2 separate regions of the Zea mays genome follow, and region 1 is linked to region 2. Evidence: chromatin contacts called from public Hi-C data. All regions are on one chromosome and are shown on one strand. Each heading gives the region's core, a stretch centred on a gene start, on an enhancer-like site or on the middle of the called end of the contact. The rest is flanking DNA. Distances are from core to core; before and after follow the strand shown.

Region 1 (3,117 bases), core at 144-2,643, 85 kb before region 2:
GTACGTACCATTTCATGCTATGCATGCATGATTGCAACCTTTTGAAGGAGCTTCTAATAACCCATCATGACCTAATCATATTAATATGCTGTCTTTTTCAGAGTACTACGATCGAGGTCAAACCGTAATGATTTCCTTTAACATTATTGTTTCTCATAGGGCATGGTACGTAATTAATCTGATTGTTATATATTTATTTGTAGGTAGCATCTAAATAAATCAATAAATTCGTTGCCATCGCCGCGAATTTCTAAGATCTCCAAACAGTTGCTAATGCATGTATCATGCATGTACGGACGAGGGCTATATATTAATCTCAGTTGCACTGGCAGGCTTTTGGCTAGATGATGAGAGAAAAAATGTATAAATGAAAGCACTGCAATAACCATAAACACTAATTAAAATTTTAAACAACATGAGATATTGCGTGTCTTCTGGCGCATGTGCTATATAAAGTATATATTAGCATAGCATTTCCAATGTTGTTACAATTTAATAACACTAAAAACTACCTGTGTTGAAGCAAAAACTAAGTTTTTCACTGCATCTTCCCTCAATATTATTTGAATTAACATGAGTGAGATCGTCGCTGATTAAGCCTTTGACCACACACGTTGAACATACCGTTCCTCACGCACATTTCTTACTCAGTTACGTACTCTTATAATTAATATATACACGTACGCATGTGCAGGGGTAACTAATTTTATACTGCAGGCCTGAGTGTAAATATTGTGTAACTCTGAATCAGATCGCTGCAAGTACGTATAGTATATATAGTAGCCGATCGAGACATGCATGCATGGCACGATCGTGTGGCAGTTTAATTACTGTTTATGCGGTTGCGTCAGTACGATCGATCAATCACGTGGTTGGAGGTTTAAACAATCATATATATGCCTAATATTTAATTGTGCACACCCATGCTAGCTAGCTATACCAGAGTATCAAACAGGCCTGATAAAAGGGTCGATCATTGCTTATTTTAACTTGTTCTTGTGTTCCTCTAAAGGTGATTGAGAAGAAGACAAAAGGGGTTCCGAGGGAATATATATGCTTTCCAAGCAAAGATGCTACTAGACTCCCCATTGAGAGATTGAGAGAGACGATGCAAAGTGCATGAAAAATGAAGCCGCGCGCGCCATTGGTTTCGCAGCCTTGATTGATGGATGTGCATGGATGGATCACGTTCACGTTGGTCGTTGCATTTTCCTTGGGTGATGCATGGGTCCACCTGGCTGGCACCTCTTGCAGGTGGTCTACTCCATCTCCTGCCACCGAGGCCTGAGCCTGAGGGAGGTGAGGTGACGCGCGTGGACATGAACGGGGCCGCCCGGTCGTCGGCCGTGCATGCATGCAGGCCCGCATCGCATGGTTCCGATGGGATTGGGAGGCAGCAGGGGCCATGCATGCACGGCCGGCCGGCCGGGGCTCTCTCTCGCTCTCGCTCTCGCGCGCGCGAAGGCTACGACGGTCGATGATGATGAATTGGACGGTCGGCGACGACCGGCCGGACCGGGGTCCCCGTCGGCGGCGACCAGCACCCAGGCTTTCCGGGCTCAATTATACACGCTCTCCTCTCCCGCGCCTGGCCGCATGGGCACACAGATGTAAGCCTGCAGCACGCCCAGCCATGCTGTAGCGCAGTCGTCAGCACTGCACTGCACTCAACTGAACTGACTGAATCTGCATTCAATTGGTAGCCCTGCCTGTGCCTGGAGAGGCCACTAAACCTTACCTGCCTGCAGGCTGCATCCTGCAGCTAGCAACGCCGCAGGTAGCCCAGCACGCGCGTCCGACCCGTTGGGTTTAGAGAAGAACCTAGTTTTGGATGTGTTTTGTTAGAATACAAGGTGCTGTTTGGTTCAAAAAATGTAACGCAAATGGTAATGATAATGGTTTCAGTTCGATTACTGGCGGTAACAAATTTGAATAGGCTGGTATCAAATTTTAGTGTGATATCTGATTACGGTTGGACTAAAACAAACATGATTTAACGTTATCCGTTACCTATTACGTTACAAATATGTGAACCAAACGGCACCCAAGTGAGTTGGCCGTCTCTATGTACCTCGGTTTAAGCTTTTGATCAAACTGGTCGATGCTCATCTCAATATCGGTTATAGCTGCAGCATTTCAACAACTAGCTTTAATTTAATTTGAAACGAACAGCACGCCTTGATGCCGGTATGTATGCTGTATGCAGATCAGCAGATGTGTCCGCTCGCTGACACAGATGATGACATGCATCGTGCGTATCTGCAGTCCAGACGTAAAAACCAAATAATAATAATAATAATCGTTGCATGTCTCTCCCCGCGGCCGCGGCAATCCCTGCATGGCTGAATATAGACATCGATCTCAGACATGTGTGTAGGCTATCGTCGTGTGAGATTTCAAGATCGTCACCTTTGTGCGAGTGCGACTAGAGATGGCCAGATGGGCCGGGTCAGTCGGGCCGGCCCGAGGCCCGGCACGATTTGTCGTGCTTGAGCCCGGCACGGTACGATGGCATTCGGGCTAGTGCCGACCCGACACTACGCCCGTGCCGGGCTTGGGCCGCGACCAAGGCACGCCGTGCCGGCCCGGCACGGCCCGTTTAAAACGGCAGGCCCGATAGGCCCGATCGCATTTCCTTCCCTAACCCTAACCCTAACCTAACCGCATACGCACACCCGCCCCCAGTCAGTCGCGCACTCGTCTCGTTCTCTCCGCTCCGCTCTCGCCCCTCGCCCGGTCGCCGCCTCGCCCCGTCGCTCGTCGGTTCCCTCGGCGGCTCGGCCCTCGCGGTGCTCGCCTCGCCGGCCGTCGATTCCCTTCCCTCGCGTTGGTCGCCTCGGTTCCCTCGCGGTGCTCGCCTCGGTTCCGCCTGGTCTCCCCTCGGTTCCCTCGCGGTGCTCGCCGCCTCGCCCTGTCGTCCCCGTCGACCGCCGCCTCGCACCCAGTTCCATCGACGTCGAGGCGTCGGCCGTCGCGCGTCGTGCTTCCTGGATCTGGATGCCCCATCCTCGACACGTCGTCGGTAACAATATTCTGTATCCCCATTCCCTAGCGCTTCCCCCCTCTGCTATGGACTCCGGTGGATCTGTGGATCTGCCTCTCCTCTGTCTTCTCCAT
Region 2 (3,218 bases), core at 704-3,203:
ACTATCGTCGTAGGATTTGTTTTTATATCCAATATATAGTCGCAGATGTGTGCAGGCGTGACAACTATATATCACATGCACATTTGGAAAGTAGCCTTAACAAATACTAACACCAAACAACATACTATAATTAACATATATATAATATAAACACGTATAGTTTAACGTTAATTTTGGCAATCAAGTTCATATAATTAAACAACATACTATAATTAACATATATATAATATATAGGTTCACGATAATATTGTACCAAACTCGAATCTGCTTCTTACAACCATCAGTCATCAGCACAACCAAGCAGATTACTAACACCAAACGAGACATATACCACACATGCAATGATACGGTGCATGTACTAGCTAGTACATCCATACACACACATAGCTTACCAACTACTGGTTATTACGGAATATACAAACCATGCATGCATCATATTTCACAAAATGCAATGCAGATATAGATATTACATGCATATTTAATTTATGCGAATTCATGTCTTTGCCCTCCACCCTCCACGTTTTCAGTACTTCCACACGCCATCCATCTCTATGGTGGTGGTGGTCGCAGGCCCTGGGCCGGCCACGGACATCATCGACGAGATCTCAGCGCCATTAGCCTGGTCGTCCTTCTGCGACACCATCGAGGACGGCCTACTCTCCGGCGCAGAAACATCGAAGCCGCCAGCGCAAGCTGTCCCCGCCGCGCCCATCTGGTGGTAGAAGCTCATGGGCTGCGGCGCGGCCATCGGATTGCCGAACAGGGCGGCGCCGTTGAGCTGGAACCCACCGGCGCCACCACCTATACCTGCTGCCATAGGAAGCATCGACATCCCCGCGCCAGCGGCGTTGGGGTAGTAGGGGGGCACCGGGTCCAAGGAGAAGTCTGGCAGCATGGGAAATTGCATCGGCATGGGGAAGGGGATGCCCGGGAAGTTGTTCTGATTCTGATCCATCTCAGCGCCGGCCATGGCCACCTGGTACGCCGGTGCAGCAGTGGTCTTCTTGATCCCAGTGGTCTTGTGGAACACACGACACACTACCCACTCATCCTGCTGCGCCGAATTTCGTTTTTGCAAACCAGGAGCGGAATCAGATTAGGGTAATTAGCAAAATAAAGCACATGTAGATCAATATGGATACATCCACATCATGCCGGTGCTGTTACACTACCGCTACTGCCACGCAACGCACCTTATAAGCAGAAGCTTTCAAGGCCGCCGCGGCGTTGGCGGCGGCTGAGCCGGTTGCGGACGCGAGGCCGGCGGGGAGCCTGCCGCTGCCTTCGAGCCTGTACTCGTGCATGACCCAGTTTGTCTTGTCACCCCTGGGAGCCCTGCCCCTGTAGAAGACGAGCGTCTTCTTCATGCCGACCAGTACCGCCACCCCTTCCGCGGCGTTGTAGACCTCCTTGTCCTTGCCCGTCGCCTTCCAGTAACCGGCCTCGGTGGCCCGGTTCGCCCTCAGCCCCGTCGGGTACTTGCGGTCCTTCTGGTAGAAGAAGTACCACTCTTTCTCGCCCATCTTCGCCTTGCCTGCATCATGCATGCGACCGACCGACTGAATTGAATCCACATCTCGATCGATCACTAGCCTAGGACAGGTATAGGCAGCATATATAGCAGCGTGCATATATCCACTGCACGCACGCACGGATATCAAGGCGATCGAGAATGATGCTTTGGTTACGTACTAGGGAGGTCCCATGGCTCAATCTTGTTTAGGTCGGCCTCCGTGATGGCGGTGCAGGTGAAGCGCGTGTTGAGCACCTTGTTGGTGAGGTAGAAGCTGACAATCTCGAAGTCGCTCGGGTGGAAGCGGAACCCTGGAGGCAGCCTGAGGCCGCCGCCGGCAGCGTCGTTCATCTCCTCCTGCAGCTGCGGCTGCTGGTCCGCCGCCATGGCTCTCTCTCTCTCTCTTGCCCCCGGCCCCCAACTGAGGTCAGTCAGTCAGTCAGAGATCCAGGAAGAGCAGCAGCAAAACCAACCGTAGTATCAAGCAAACAAAAGGATCTCAATATATAATCTGACAACGACAGTACTGAAAGAAAAACCCAACCGAAGCACACATACATGCACAAAAACTCTCTTCTTGAGCTGCAGGACCAAGTTGTTCGATCTCTGGTATTACAGTCAGTCAGTGAGCGAGAGGCACTGTGCCAGCCGCAGCGCGCGCGAGCGCGGCTTAAATAGGCGGGAAGCGTGTCCGCGCAAGCCACTTTCCGCCGAAGCCTCCTCTTTTTCTGGTGGCGTCTGTTTCTACTGGCCATTGGACGCTTGTTCTTTCCAACTGTGCCGCGCTTGTCCTCGCGCGCGCGGCCGCTGCTGGCGACAGACAGGTGCCCGGCTTCTGGAATGTCGTCTCTCGATCTGCCTGCGCGCGGCGTGAGACTGAGACCCTCCCTCCGGTTTGCCTGCGATTCCTGTGGACGTACGCGTCCGCACGCCGCTCTCGTATCCACCCACGCAGGCCGGCCGGCCGTCGCCGCCTCATCTGCATGAGGCGGCAACAGGAGGGCTGCTGTGCTGCGGCTGGCGCGCGTCGTCCCTCTCGTCGACATGCGCGCGCGTCAGCGGCCGGCTATATGCGCCCGCCTGCAAGCCCTTCGTGACCCAAGTCTGCGGACGACAGGCCGGATGGCGCGGGGTCCACGCTGTCTCGCACGCGGTGCAGGCGCTGCGCTGTAGACGCGCGTACGTACGTAGGCATCCATCTGGGACAAGCAGGCCGGTGACTGGGGTCGTCGTGATCTGGTACTGCTGATCATTGCGGGCGCCAGAGCGTCACTGCTCGACCCAGTACGTTTCCGGTGCATGGAGAACGCGCGCGGTGTGCTGGCTGACTCTGCTGGCTGTGTGTATGTATGTAGACACACCCTCATGTATCTATCTGCTCTGGACACGATACGATGATGTGTGTGTAGCCTGCGCTCACACTGTCACGCACAGAACCCGTGCGTATAGCTCTCGGTGCCCGAGACTGACAAGTGTGCGTCCACCAGGCGCGCCAGCCCCTGGAAACCATGGTCAGTTTTTAGCCCGCGTTACTGAGCCAGCTGCTTGATTTTATGCATGCATATGCAATTGCAGAGGATATTTTTTGCTTTTCTATTGCTTACTTTCGAAGGAATTGATTTAGCCAAGCAAGCTGCGTGATGATCCTCTTATCGAATTATCACGCATTGTGCGTGCTCTACATACAGATAGCTAGAGTAGTACG

What was found. Hi-C and Micro-C count contacts between places; a contact is called where the count stands out from the background.
Region 1: a Hi-C map of ear shows a contact between it and region 2, with 5 times the contacts expected there. The contact joins the enhancer-like site here to the promoter of LOC606433 in region 2. A contact is called at or near these places in 5 of 25 Hi-C or Micro-C datasets (ear, leaf, root tip and 1 more) and 1 of 3 datasets of contacts at active chromatin or transcription factors (leaf).

The regions. Positions count from the first base shown.
Region 1 is chr8:7,792,812-7,795,928 of Zm-B73-REFERENCE-NAM-5.0, reverse strand. No RefSeq gene overlaps it. Among protein-coding and RNA genes, the nearest start is that of LOC103634721, 6.3 kb to the left of the region's middle. Within about 2 kb of position 1,393, at least 10 of the 20 cell types and tissues checked have an H3K27ac peak or open chromatin away from gene starts, as enhancers often do. A contact at or near this core is called in ear and tassel, where this site is marked.
Region 2 is chr8:7,708,733-7,711,950 of Zm-B73-REFERENCE-NAM-5.0, reverse strand. LOC606433 (NAC domain-containing protein 100) reads right to left here and starts at 1,953. Exons shown (of 3, transcript NM_001308499.1): 1 at 1,693-1,953; 2 at 1,194-1,534; 3 at 190-1,054. The coding sequence starts at 1,900. The coding sequence ends at 524.